4 separate regions of the Sus scrofa genome follow, and regions 2, 3 and 4 are each linked to region 1. Evidence: chromatin contacts called from public HiChIP or PLAC-seq and promoter capture Hi-C data. All regions are on one chromosome and are shown on one strand. The core of a region is the stretch at or near the end of the contact, and the rest is flanking DNA. Distances in the headings are between cores, read along the strand shown.

The links. Promoter capture Hi-C pulls out the DNA fragments that hold promoters and counts their contacts. HiChIP or PLAC-seq counts read pairs in DNA pulled down with a chosen protein or histone mark.
Region 2: an H3K27ac HiChIP or PLAC-seq map of alveolar macrophages shows a contact between it and region 1. The contact joins the promoter of LOC100738822 here to the promoter of KBTBD2 in region 1. A contact is called at or near these places in 1 of 5 promoter capture datasets (liver), 1 of 47 Hi-C or Micro-C datasets (liver) and 1 of 2 datasets of contacts at active chromatin or transcription factors (alveolar macrophages).
Region 3: a contact with region 1 is called in a promoter capture Hi-C map of fetal liver, with 2.3 times the contacts expected there. The contact joins the enhancer-like site here to the promoter of KBTBD2 in region 1. A contact is called at or near these places in 2 of 5 promoter capture datasets (fetal liver and liver), 3 of 47 Hi-C or Micro-C datasets (embryonic fibroblasts, fetal heart ventricle and liver) and 2 of 2 datasets of contacts at active chromatin or transcription factors (alveolar macrophages and skeletal muscle).
Region 4: a contact with region 1 is called in an H3K27ac HiChIP or PLAC-seq map of alveolar macrophages. The contact joins the promoter of LSM5 here to the promoter of KBTBD2 in region 1. A contact is called at or near these places in 2 of 5 promoter capture datasets (fetal liver and liver), 15 of 47 Hi-C or Micro-C datasets (alveolar macrophages, brain, embryonic fibroblasts and 8 more) and 2 of 2 datasets of contacts at active chromatin or transcription factors (alveolar macrophages and skeletal muscle).

Annotation. Positions count from the first base shown.
Region 1 is chr18:40,602,939-40,606,389 of Sscrofa11.1, forward strand. It overlaps KBTBD2 (kelch repeat and BTB domain-containing protein 2), which reads left to right and starts at 1,520. Exons shown (of 4, transcript XM_021079001.1): 1 at 1,520-1,814.
Region 2 is chr18:40,395,746-40,399,196 of Sscrofa11.1, forward strand. It overlaps LOC100738822 (retinitis pigmentosa 9 protein), which reads left to right and starts at 1,806. Exons shown (of 7, transcript XM_003484045.4): 1 at 1,806-2,182. The coding sequence starts at 2,031.
Region 3 is chr18:40,449,891-40,453,341 of Sscrofa11.1, forward strand. The region is part of intron 1 of NT5C3A (cytosolic 5'-nucleotidase 3A); the gene reads left to right. Among named protein-coding and RNA genes, the nearest start is that of NT5C3A, 11 kb to the left of the region's middle. Within about 2 kb of position 1,896, at least 11 of the 83 cell types and tissues checked have an H3K27ac peak or open chromatin away from gene starts, as enhancers often do. A contact at or near this core is called in alveolar macrophages, fetal liver and liver, where this site is marked.
Region 4 is chr18:40,750,892-40,754,342 of Sscrofa11.1, forward strand. LSM5 (U6 snRNA-associated Sm-like protein LSm5) reads left to right here and starts at 1,499. Exons shown (of 4, transcript XM_005673273.3): 1 at 1,499-1,637; 2 at 2,641-2,736. The coding sequence starts at 1,592.

The DNA of each region.
Region 1 (3,451 bases), core at 270-2,769:
CATTTTTCTAAAATCTTATCAAAATCCTAAATAGCTCTCGTCTCTACAGAACAAAACACACTCTTACTATATTATTTGTTTCTGCCTTCTTTGTTTAGGCTTTGCATCTCCAGGATCCACTCTGGCACAGAGTAGGTGCTCAAGTGTTTGTTAAATGGATGACTGAATCTCTTGTATGGCTTCTTTGTTGTTAAATATCAAAAGACTTAAACATTTAATCAGACGAAGCAGAGTAAAAGCATACTGGACACTCAATAAAGATTTGTTAAATTGAGCTGGTTTCTAGACTCTACTGCAAAATCCTTATCAGTAGTCCCAGATACACACATTTTGGTGTGTATTCAGTTGATTTAGTCTAGCTTAAAGAATCTCTTCAGTAACACATATGCACTTCGTTTATAATTAGTCATGTACATTCACCAGATTGGGCTTGTGCCAAGAGTGGAAGTTAGGAGGGAGGATGAAGCCTATGCGGCCATTTCTGACAACTTTGATCCACGAATAACTTCTATCAAAAGAGAGAGTAAATCTACAACTTTCTGCCTGCTAGCAGTACCAAGTGGAGACCACAGCGTTCGGCTACTGCAAAGATCTCACATGTGAAGCTGAAGGCTCGGGTTTGGAGAGCAGGTAGCCGCTGCATTGCAGCACAAACTCTCTGGCGTTCAGAGCCTCCCCTCCGCAGGCCAACGGTTCCCTCCCCAGGGCTGCAGGCCCTTTGGGGTGTTGTTTTGCTTTTCCTTGGCCTTGAAACCAGGACGTGAAGCCTCTCTTGCTTCGATCAGGAAAACGGAACATGCTCTGCAAAGTGGAGGGCCTGTTTTGGAGATTAGGGGCTTAGGAGACAAAGCCTACTTAGCCAGCCGCCCAATTTCTCTTTCTTTCATGGTCTGATGTTTTTCAGTGCTCCTCATTCTCACTCTCTCACCCAGCCTGCAAATTTCTATATTTCAAGGGGGAAAAACAGGCATAAAGCTGTCTGTAGTTCCTAGCACTCAATTTATCGGGCCTCTCTTCGCCAGCGTAGCACCCCAGAACCCTCCACCGCCCGAACCCCCGCCCCCCTTGCGCCCCAGGCCGGCGGGTCTCACGGGCGACCCCTCGGCCGCGCACGCGCTCTCCGCGGGCTCTCCGCTGACCTTCCCCGGGAAACCCCTTCAAAAGCATTTCCCCGTCATTTCGCGCCTCCCCCGCCCTTCCTGCTCTTTCCGCTTCCTTCTCGCGCCTGCGCGGACCCAATTGTTTTGGCTTTCCGGTGGGATTCAGCAAAGGAAAAGGGCGGGGCGGCGTTGGGGGGGCGGGGGGCGTCTCCAGAACCCGGGAAACTGCAAAACTGACGTTTGTGCTGCTAGGCGCGCGCGGGCGGCGGAAAAGGAGACTTGGCAAAGGCTGGCCCACAGTCCGCTGTCCGCGCGTTCCCGGGCCTCGGAAGGGGCCCGCCAAGGGGAGCGAGAGCGCGCCGCAGGGGCGGGGCAGGAGCGGCGAGCCGGGCGTCTCGCGGCCCCGGGGCTGACGAGGCGGTGCGGGCGGCGCGGCTCCCGGGGGAGGAGTTTGGCGGTGGTCGGGCCCTGGGGAGCGTGCGGCGGCGCCTAGAGAGGACGCTGCTTTCCGCTCGGGACGGACCTGCCGAGGGAGGGCGCGAGGGAAACCGGAAGGAAGAGAAGGCGGCGGCGCCAGCCTTCCTAGGCGGGAGGCGAGACCCCGGCCCTGGACGCCGCGGGAGGGCCACGCCCCCGCCGCCGCGCCCCAGGGGCCCAGTGTCTTCGGGGCCGCCAGCCGCACCGGATCCTAACCCTCGGGACAGAGGGACTCGGGTGAGCAGGCGTCGTCAGTGCTGGGCCGGGGGGGGGGGAGCCGGGGACGACCTGTGGAGGAACTGGGGGAGGAGGGCCGCGGCGGGAGGGGGCTCGGCTCTTTGTGGCTCGCCGGGCGGGGGGCGGCGGCGGCGGCGGCATCTTTCAAACCCGAGACGCTTCCGCCACGGGCGGGGGAGGGGCGCGGGCGGTCGGCGCCTTGCTCCCCACCCCGCGGCGGCCCCTCTGCGGCCCGGCGTCCGGCCGGTGCGCCGCTCGCGGGGGCGTTTCCGGCCGCGGGTCTCCCGGGCGGCGCCCTGGCCCCGGCTGGCGCCCGCGCTGGCCCAAATCAAGCTGTTTCCCTTAACGACTCGCGACATCTTCGCGAGACGGTGGGCAGAAGGAGGGCAAGCCCTTCGCTCGCATGTTTTTCTTTCCCGGTACATCTGAAGTAGCCAGGAGATGTTTAGATTAACAGAGGTCCCATTGTGATCTGCTCGTGATTTTTAAAAGACGGCAGAATCTGCCCTTTGAAACGGAAAATTGTGTGCGTGTTTACTTTAGACTGTGAAATCCCTAACTTATTTGAACTCGACCACCCTGTCTCCCTATGAATTGAGAAACCTTGGAGTAGAAGAGTATCCGTTAGTTTGATGTAGTTATTTCGAGTTAACAGGTTTGGTTTTGTTTTTTTTTTTTCCCCTGGTTTATTAACCTACTCTCTCTCTTGGGTACCTCAAAGGGAAAGGAATGTACAGTCTGCAGATTTCTAGAATTGTCCGATGCCACGATGGCCCCCACAAGTGAAACTAGAAAAACAGTTTAAAGTGGAAAATTAACTCTGAAAGTGTATGTGTGTGTGAAGTATCTGTCTACCATATCAGCCTTAGAAAAACGTAGGGTACGGTACAGCTCTGGTCACGTGTTGTTGATACATGAATCTGTACGTCTGGCTCCCTGAGCGTTCTGGCATTCGCAGACAACCTATCGGCAGTGTGGCCTGGTTAAAATTATATTTCCTTTTGAAGCAATTAATTAACAGTGCGTTTTTTTGTTTTTGTTTTTTTTTTCCTTCTTCCTTCTCTCCGTGTTGTGAATTTTTGCCTGTGTTTTAGTGGTATGGACTTCAGCTATCGCAACTGTGTGTGACTTATTTTGGTTAAGCTTTGGTAACGGCTTTCTTCCTAACCTTTTTTTCAGAAGGGCTGTTTGTGACGGAAAGAAAATCGAAAAAGTCAAACCAGTCAGTTGTTTGCTAGTCTTGATGATGTGAAATTTTGCTGATGTTCAGCTTAGTTCACTTTAATCTTTTGTTGGTCTAGTGCTCATTGAAGCCCCTTTAGTTTGGGCCCTGAAATTCTCCAGAGGTGGTTGTCCTCAGTAAACACTGCAGGACAATGGCACTTCGGTTGAGCATGCTTTATAGTTTATGCTTTTCCACATAGTGCTATTTTCTCTACAGCCAGTTTTGTAGGATGCTATCAGTTTTCTCTTTTTTGCTCTGGCAATAAGCATTACCATAAATGCGGTTAACTTTGGTTATTCACACGGCCTTTAAGGAGATGGGTGAGAATAATTCATTAAATGCAAACATTGTAAATAGGTTTAACGTGGATGGTAAATCCATGGAAGCTTGAATGCAGTCTTAAAAGCCAAAA
Region 2 (3,451 bases), core at 556-3,055, 210 kb before region 1:
TTTGGGGGGGATCGGTTTAGGGCCCTCACACTTGGCATATGGAGGTTCCCAGGCTAGGTATCAAATCAGAGCTGTCCTGCTACAGCCATAGCAATTCCAGATCCTTCCCCACAGCTTGCGTCAGCTCGAGATACTTTAACCCACTGAGAGAGGGCCGGAATGGAACCCAAATCCTCATGGATACTAGCCGGGTTCTTAACCCAATGAGTCACAACCAGAACTCCCCATTTTATTTTCTTAAACTCATATTAGGATTTCCCATTGGGCACAGTGGGTAATGATCCAGCTTGTCTCTGTGGAGACACCAGTTGGATGCCCACCCAGTGCAGTGAGTTAAGGATCTGGCATTGTTGCAGCTGTGGCATAGGTCACAGCTCCGGTTTGGATTAGTTCCTTGACCCCAGAAACTTCCATATGCCACATGGGTGGCAGAAAAAGAAATCAGTACATATTAGATACATAAAGGACTATACCCGTCAAAAAGGTCATTGATTTATTGATCCAATCACTCAAGAGCTATAATATGTGCCAGGCACTATGTTAAGCATGTTAGACTGTTTAATAATTAAAATACAGATCTCAATCTTTTCCTTTTTTTTCCGCCTTAACCATGGAACAAAATAAGTTTGGAAAGGATATCTTAATGTATGTATGTGTAGTGCACTTTGATATTTCTACTTTCTATTCTTTTCTGTTTCATTTCATTGTTTAAAATATTGGCGTTCCCATCATGGCGCATCAGAAATGAATCTGTCTAGGAACCATGAGGTTGCGGTTCGATTCCTGGCCTCGCTCAGTGGGTTAAGGATCTAGCGTTGCCATGAGCTATGGTGTAGGTCGCAGATGAGGCTTGGATCTGGCTTTGCTGTGGCTGTAGCATAGGCCGGCAGCTACAGCTCCAATTAGACCCCTAGCCTGGGAACCTCCACGTGCCTCGCGTGCAGCCCAAAAAAAACAAACAAACAAACAAAAAAAAATTGCTGGCAATTCCCTAAGTGGATTTCACAATTCTCTAATGACTCTTGACTCACAGTTTGAAAAACATGAACACAGCACTTCTCAGTCCAAATAAATATTTGTGGAACGAACAATGTCAGTCATATAGAAAGATTTGGCACATCAACAGGTGTAGAACATGCGTGGCATCACATAGTGTAGTGCCATGTAGCATGGAGAGAAGTCTGTTTAAAACTCAAATCTGATAGTAAATTTCACCTGTATCTTCTTCATTACCTTCCTACCACACTTAGCATTGGGATCCAGGTCCTTCACAGGGTTTGATAACCTCATCTGGTTTGCCTCTCCAGCTTCATCTCAAGGCTCTGCTCCTTGCTTTCCAGGTTCCAGCTCCACATTGGCCTTCTCTCTCTCTCCTGTACATAAAGTACTCTTCCATGGGTTGCCCTTCCTCCTGGAATACTTTCCTTTCTTCTTTGCTCCACCAGCTCCTAGTCACCCTTTAAGCCTCTCCTGAAATGCCCCTTCCCCTGTGAAGACTTCCTGGCCAACCACTGGAACAGGTAACCCTGGATGTCTTCATAGAAGTGAGCATAATTGAAATGTTTTTAAAGCATTAACATACAAAAATATTTGAGTATTTGCTTTTTTATTCTTTTTTATTTTTTTAATTTTTATACAGCTTAAAAGGTTACGCTACATTTAGTTATTACAAAATATTGGCTACATTCCCTGTATTGTACAATATGAAATTCTAATATGTGAGTAATTATTGGTTCAACATTTTTCTTTCTTAAGCTTCCTGCCACAGCGTCTTCAGCGCCGAGGCTCTCAGCCGCCGCCAGGAGGCGCGCTCGGACGCCCGCACCCGGGGACCTGACGCCAGCGCCTGGCACTTAGAGCAGACATGCTACTGCGCGGGCCTGTCGGGTGGCGGGGTGCAGGCAGCCTCCGAAGGGACACCTGGCCGCCTGGCCAACAGCGGAGTGGCGGCAAGAGGGGGCGCTGCGGATCCAGGCGTGCACGACGCGGAGGAAGTGCTGGCTTCGCCGCGCGGGGCCGCCTCGGCGACGATGTCGTCCGGGCCGGGGAGCGACAACCCCAGGTCCGGGGGCGCGCGGCGACCGCGGGAGCCCCAGGAGCAGGAGCTGCAGCGACGCCGGGAGCAGAAACGGCGGCGGCACGACGCGCAGCAGCTGCAGCAACTCAAGCACCTGGAGTCCTTGTGAGTCCCTGGGGTCGCGCGGCGCGGAGTTGGCGCTGTAGGCGGGGCGCTCGGAGACCCGGGAATGGGCTCGTTGGGCCCGTCGGCCCCCAGAGAGCCGGGCGCCGGTTGAGACCCCGGGCGGCGTGACCCTCGACTTCCAGCCGACCCTCCACGGGGGAGGGTCTACCCCGAGGCCGGCCTCCGGCGCGCGGGGGCGGAGGTCGCGCCCTTCCCCAACGAGGCGATGGCTTTATTCCTGGAGAGGCGACGTCGATGTGCTCAGAGGCGCTGTTATGCCCTCGGGCGGGACTGGGGACGGGCCGCAGGCAAGTGCGGCTGAGCGCCTTGCTCCTTTCCTGTTTCTCAGTTCCAGGGGCTCTCTATGATCTGGATTAAATCCTCTTTCTTTTCGTCTTCTGCTGTTAGTAAGGGGGAAGAAAGCCCGATCCTGGAACGTTAGTGAAGTGAGGAATAAGCAGTGGGTGAGGGCTTGGTCCCTAAATATTCGGGAGGAGCTGTCAGGTGGAAGAGCATGGATAGGTTCTCTCAGGTCTTAAGGATTTTCGTTGTTGTTGTTGTTGCCGGGATTAAAGGTGGGAGCTACGGAGAGGCCAGTTATGGCTCAACAACAAGAATTAGGACCAGGTCATATATTCTTGATGGTCAGCGTGGCCTGACTTAGGAGGCACGGGCTCCCCCAGCTGCTTGGGCTGGAGGAGAATCCAGATAATCACTGAGAGGAGGGTGGCTTGTAAAGGAGATTTAACATCAGCTGGAAGCTTGGATTAATGACGCTTTCAGTTTCCTGTGATTCTGTCATTCTGTAATTAGCTTTAGAAGTTTTTTTCTAAGTTTGGTGTACACGGAGTTATTTGAACTATTTCTGTTTCAGGCATATCTCATACCTTGGAGACAATCATGTAAGGAAAGGTCCTTAAAGGGCTGCCCTTCTCATTAACCTTTTGGGAGCTTTGACACAAAATGCATTGCTCAGAGCCTGGCCTGCTCCTTTCCTTGTGGCTCTTGAGCTGAATTTCACCTCAATAGGTAGTGGTTGTGGATACAGGCGCTTCATTGCTGGCTTCCACAGTCTTGGCCCCTCCCTTCGAGAGATGCTGGGATCCTCTTTGCTGCCTGTGTAATGCCAGTGTTCAAAAATCTTTCCCTGGGTTAAGATCAGGTCAGTGCTTGGCCCCACCCAGCCCTCAATATCCTTAACTATAGGATGCCTGATGGTAGTTAATACTCTACATTTATTGTGGTCCACAGAGCACTTACAGATATCAG
Region 3 (3,451 bases), core at 646-3,145, 150 kb before region 1:
GAACATTTATTTTATATATATATATATTTTAACACTTGTTAATTAAAAGCAGTAACATTTTTTAAGTGTGTTGAGACCACATTGTAGAGGCATCTTTATTATCAGTAGTAAACTGTTTGTAATTAATTTGCTAAAGAGCCTTTGCATTTTTCTTTTTTTTTTTTCTTTTTTCGTGGGGAGGAGCATACCCACAGCCTGTGGAAATTCTGAACCACCGCAGTGACAATGCCAGGTCCTTAATCCACTGATCCTCAAGGGAACTCCAGAGTTTTTCCTTTTTTAATAAATAAGATCTAGAATACATTTTAGTATGAATAATCTGGTAGCTGAAGTTTACTAAATTAGCATTACTAGAATCAGGAGGAGAGGAGTGTAGGGGAGGCAAATATAGTTTTCCCTCCACCTTTCTAAAATGCCCCACTGGGGATCCCATAACCAGACTAACAAGAGAAAAATGAATAGAAGTTCATTAACGTGTACACATGGGCAATACTGGGGAACGGTAAGTAACTCCTGGATGGCTTAGAATTATACCATCTACAGCTAAAGACCTAAAGAAGGGTGTGGGAAGGCCTCTTAAGGGGTGTGGAGGAAGAAAAGTATGGTAAACTTGACCAAGGGTTGATAACAGATGAAAGTGCATTCTCCATTGATATGTTTCTTGTGCTTTAATCATGCTTCTCCTCCGGGTACAAAGAGAGACAAAGAGAGAAGATTTGCTTTATAAATGTAAATTTCCCTTACAAAAGGGTAGTTTCTACTTTGTTTTCAGAGCTTCTTCTGTTTCTGCTATTTCTCTGAAATAATCAGTTCAAAATAATCCTTATGTCAGAGAGGTATATGTTGGGTTGGCAAATCTGCCTTCCTGGAGGAGCAGGAAGGCAGGAATTAAAATAATCCTGGAATAAAGAGAATGACTATGCTCTCTAGACTTCTATGAGAGCAGTAGAAAGAGGAAGACAGAAAATTGATGGATTGCAGAGGTGAAATCTATAGGATTTGAAAGGGGGCAGAATTTGTAACTCCAAAATATACCTCTTTGGCATAAGGATTTTTAGGCTGATTTAAAAAACAAAACAAAACAAAAAAAACCAGCTGACAGGAGAAAAACTAAAAAGCAAGCAGAAGTTACACTTTGATAAGAGCAACTTACATTTATAAGCAAAATCTCCATTTTTACGGGCATCTTCCTTTCTGTACCAGGAAGAGTGTGATGACTGAATCTTAGAAACTCTTTTTTAAAGGTTTTAACTTCACATAAAAACTACACCCCTGTTTACTGAGCTTTGCCTGAAAACCTGGCTTTCCCCTGCCCAACGTCTTTTGTCTTTAGCTAGAGACAGCATTTTAGGTGATGGCTTGAGCCATTTTGGGAGCTAACTCAGTTTTCCTGGGTATCTCCCATGTATACAGGAAGTATACTGTACATGTTATTAAACTTGTTTTTCTCCTGTTGATCTTTTATTCCTGGCAGGTCTCAGCCAGGGACCTAGAAGGGTAGAGGGAAAATTATTTTCCTTTCCCCACAGATTTTATGATTTTTCAAAATGTCTTGGATTATCTCTCATTTTTCATAGCAGTTTTAAATGTTTCAAGCAGTTTGAATGTTCCCTATAATTTGTTAAATCATTTCCATATATTTCTCTTATACTTGCTTTTAAAATAATTCAGGCATGGCATTATATATTGAATTAAGAAGCATACAGGAAATCTGAAATTATATTTTAATCTTTATTCTCCTTTAAGTTAGAGGTTGTATATTATATCTTCATATAATAACTTATTTGAAATTTAATGTAACGAACCTTACCCGATAGGTTTCCTCCCTTAAAGAAAAGCATCAGGGAAATTATTCCCTGTTCTGTTTTGTATCAGCAGGTGGCAGACTTCTCCCTCTGCTGTGGCCCAGGGCTACATTTTTAAATTAACTTGTCAATGCACTTGGATGTTTACTCTCTGTGGTTTAAGCCTGAAAGGGAGCATAATATGGCACCCAAAAAGGCCATTTCAGCATGTGGATTATTTGGAGCTGAAGACAATCAAGACTCAGTGGATTCAAGAACAGCTTTTTACCTCCTTAAATGCCTAAAAATTTAGAAAGGAGACCTGAAAGAGAGCTATTACCAGAGATTACATTTTCATCTTATAGACTTACCTGCATGGAAGGACAAATGTTTGTTTACCAAGTGTTTGGTAAATGTTTGTTTGTTCTTCCTCTCCTGCTTTGAATTGCCTTCCTTCCCTTGAAGTCCCAGGCTCCTACCTCTTTCTCCTTAGCTCAATATGGTATAAAAGCCTCTATTGCCTGGCTCTCTTTGGGTCTCCTATCTTTGTGCTTGCTCTCATAGGTACGATTTTTTTTTTTTCTGTTAATCTGTTTTGTTTGTTTGTTTTAGTACAGGGCATGCCTCAGGAAAGAACCTGGAAGAGTAGAGGAGAAATTATTTTTCCTCTCCTAAAAACCATTATTAACCTAGAAATTTAAACCAAGTGTGACGTTTTTCTGCCAATACAGATGTAAATGCCATTTGTCTATTTTTTTCAAAATATGTTCTTCATTTCACTTGCTAATAGATTACAAAGTTGTTTTGCAGTTGTTGGAGGGTTGCTTAATGTGTTTGGCAAGTTCCTGCTTGTAAGTAGGTGGAAGTAGTCATAGGTTTAAGACGATGTGGGTTCCTGCAAGATCCTTCCTGCCTCTGTTGTATCTTCTCTGAAGCCTAGTCACGGCACACCCCTCCCGTTTACCTTACCTCAGATGTCCCACTTGGAGTGTGGGTCCAGAGTACTATCATCAAAAAAATCATATTACAGAGTCTTCCCCTGTGAACTGTTTGTCGGTTTATCTTGATTTCTCTGTCACACCGAGGGAATGAGGGAATGAGACAGTGGATCGATTTTGATAGAGATGAGAAAAGTTTGAGAACTTAACCTTACCTTTATAGCATAGTGAAATGTTACAAAAAAGAAACCTCCAGAAGTTCCCCTAAGATAAGAGAGAACTACACCAGCATTAGAACTAGAAAATAATTAGAAACTGATTGACTTTGGGGTGAGTTTGACCCTACCCTGTTTGTTATCTTGTAACTAGGGAAAAGGAACTAAAATTTGAGAGTGTTTACTTATATCCAAATATACCCGTGTGTTTTACCTAATTTAATCCTTAAAACACAGTACAGCTGGTAATTATCATAATTTTCAGTTAATTTGCTTAGGAACTATAGCTAGTAAGTAGCAGAGCCAGCATTTGGTCTAACTCTTTGAAGCTTTTGAGTAAAGCATGCTTCTAGGTGAAAATGAGAATTACTTCTTTAGTAAGATGTTACCGTATTGTTCATCTTTAAAATTTTTATCTTTCTAAGCTAATTAAATACTTATTCTATTTGTCCTAGGTACACAACCGTTTCCTGTATATGATTTTGTCACATGTTCCTACTTTTGGCAGGAGAGG
Region 4 (3,451 bases), core at 249-2,748, 150 kb after region 1:
ACATATTTTAAATCCCTCCTATCACAGAAAAGTTCTTTCTTTTTTCTTTTTTTTTTTTTAAGGGCCGAACCCACGCATATAGAAGTTCCCAGGCTAGGGGTTGAATTGGAGCTGTAGCTGTGGCCTACCTACAGCCACAGCCGCACTGTATCAGAGCCACCTGTGCGACCCACACCAGCGCTCAGAGCAAGGCCAGGTCCTTAATCCACTTATCAAGGCCAGGGATTGAACCCTTGTCCTCAAGGATACTAATCCAGTTCCTTACCTTTGAGCCACGAGGGGAACCCCCAGAAAAGTATTTCTTTAAAGCTAGCTATGGGTTTGCAAACTTTTTTTCCTTTGGTCTTTTTAGGGCCGCACTCTGCAGTCTATGGAGGTTCCCAGGCTAGGGGATCAAATCGTAGCTGTAGCTTCTGGCCTAGGCCACAGCAAAGCAGATCCCAGCCACGTCTGAGACCTACAATTGCAGTTCATGACAACCCCGGATCCTTAGCCCATTGTGTGGGGCCAGGGATCCAATCCCCTGTCCCCAGGTACTGGTTGGGTTCCTTACCACTGAGCCACAATGGAAACTCCTACACTGAACCTTTAAAAGAAGGTAGGGGAGTTCCTGTGGTGGCTCAGTGGTTAAGGAATCCGACTAGGAACCATGAGGTTGCCTGTTCGATCCCTGGCCTCGCTCAGTAGGTTAAGGATCCGGCGTTGTGCCTGAGTTGTGGTGTAGGTCGCAAACGTGGCTTGGATCTGGCAGTTGCTGTGGTTCTGGCGTAGTCTGACAGCAACAGCTCCGATTAGACCCCTAGCCTGGGAACCTCCATATGCTGCAGGTGCAGCCCTAGAAAAGAAAAGAAAAGAAAAAAAAAAAAAAAAAAAAGGTAGGGAGTTCTCCTTTGTGGCTTAGAGGATTAAGAATCCAACTAGTATACCTGAGCGTGTGTTGGATTCCTGGGGTCGTTCAGTGGATTAAGGATCCCCTTGTTGCTGCGAGCTGCGGCTCAAACCCACATTGCTGTGGCTGTGGCTAGGCCGGCAGCTGCAGCTCGATTTGACTCCTAGCTTGGGAACTTCCATGTATCTGCTCTGTGGCCTTAAAAAGAAAAAAAAAAAAAAAAAAAAAAAAAAAAGCGGTAGATTCCTGTAAAAAAAAAAAGTTTTTGCTTTTGTTTTTTAACAAAAATTGCAACACAATAAAATCAGTGGCGGAAAAAATATTTATGTTGGTCTTCAGAAGATCCTTGGTTGAAATGAAATATAACCCAGGGAAAATCAAACGACTCAAACGTTTCTATTTTGCAGTCTTCCAGGTTGAGGAATATTTTATTTATAAGGCAAGATATCTTTAATTTGTCTTGGAAACTTGGAGGGCAAAGTATCTGCTGAGGCCGCAGAATGTTCAACGCACTGATGTATTCCCCCGGATCTCGTTGCGGAGGAAAGAAGTGACTCCGAGCGATTCACGTAGGACTGGCCCGATCGCACGCTCGGCCTCAGATTGGTCGAGCCTGGCCGGGCTAGGGGAAAAAAGCGGAAGCGCGCTCTTTCAAACTCGCCTTCCCAACGTCGGTAGAGGCTGGCCACTTCCGGCGTAGCCATGGCGGCTAACGCTACGACTAACCCGTCGCAGCTGCTACCTCTAGGTAATCGTTGTCCTGTGGGGAGCTGGGGAGGGGAGCTGAAGGGTTGCGGGCCGAGGGCCAGCGCAGTCCTTGACTGAGTGTTAGAGAAATGTATCTGACCAATTGTTTTCTTTATCCGCGGCTCTTTGGGCTCTAAGGCTCTGAGGCCTCAGGCCGCCCGCGTCTTTTCGGCGTGGAAGGGTTTTCTTGAGCCAGGACTTTCTGAGTTCTCACACCAAACCGTCACTGGAAAAGGTTCACACTTAGTGAATGCGTCGTCGGCCTTTTTTGTTGTGAGTTCGCCTTTACAGTAGTGGATAGCAGTCCCATTCTTCTACCTGGCATTTAAAATCCCTAGGTTAGACCCTGTTGTCTGTCTGGCCCGTTATTGAGAGAGGTAGCGGGGTCTGCAATGAGCTTTAAAAGGGGACACTGGAAATTAGCTCTGATTGTCATTCATTTATTCCACAAACAGTTTTTGCGCATCTGTAGACTAGACATCGTAACTTAGCTTCAGGTAGCATTCATGCCAGCGCAGGAGACAGGATGCCAGACAATTAAACATCATACCAAGTAACAGTAATTCTGCTGAAGAGATATTCAAGCTGCTCTCAGAGAACAGAGGATAGCCGTCTTGGGGCTGGGGAAGACAGTTATGTCTTTTTCTAATATTTTGTATCTGAAGGGTAATTAAGTTAGTGGACGTGGCGGTAATTGGAAAGTTTTTTCCTTCATTGAACAAAAAAAAGTTTCTTTTTAGGCCCGCACCCGAGGCACATGGAGGTTCCCAGGCTAGGGGTCCCATTGGAACTGTAGCTGCTGGCCTTCGTTTCTGCTGCGCCACAACGGGAACTCCCGAGACCTGAAGTTTTTGAGTGAATCCTTTTCTTGGTTTATCTTTCACCATATGTAAGTAATAAGTGCCAGTAAGTACTCACATATTTCTTGAAGTAATGAATGTGCAAAATAATTTTTTTCACCCCTCCCCCCACTTATTTTTCTTTTAAAAAACCTGTATCTATAGAGCTTGTAGACAAGTGTATAGGATCAAGAATTCACATTGTGATGAAGAGTGATAAAGAGATTGTTGGCACGCTTCTCGGATTTGATGACTTTGTCAGTATCCTTTTAAAAAGTGGGGGTATGGGTTTTTCTTTGTTTTTTAATTAAAAAAATTTTTTTTTGTTATTATTTTTTATGTCTTTTCTAGGGCTGCTCCCATGGCATATGGAGGTTCCCAGGCTAGGGGTCGAATCGGAGCTGTAGCCACCGGCCTACACCAGAGTCACAGCAAAGCGGGATCCGAGCTGCATCTGAAACCTACACCACAGCTCACGGCAACGCCGGATCCTTAACCCACTGAGCAAGGCCAGGGACGGAACCCGCGACCTCATGGTTCCTAGTCGGATTTGTTAACCACTGCGCCACGACGGGAACTCCATCTTCAGTTTTTTTTAAAAAAGTAAGAACTATAGTCAGTGCTTACTGATTATTATAATAAAAATTAATTTATTCTCATGGAATTCGTGGTAGTGTTTTAAGGGGTGTGTGTACCCCTACCAATCGCAAGCAATTTGAATTTGAGTCATTATGTTAAATGTTATTTTTTTATTTTTATTTTTTGTCTTTTTGCCTTTTCTAGGGCCGCTCCCTCGGCATAGGGAGGTACTCAGACTAGGGGTCTGATCGGAGCTGTAAGCTGCTGGCCTACGCCAGAGCCACAGCAATGATGTATCCAAGCCACATCTTCGACCTACACCACAGCTCATGGCAACGCCAGATCCTTAACCCACTGAGCAAGGCCAGGGATTGAACCCGCAACCTCATGGTTCCTA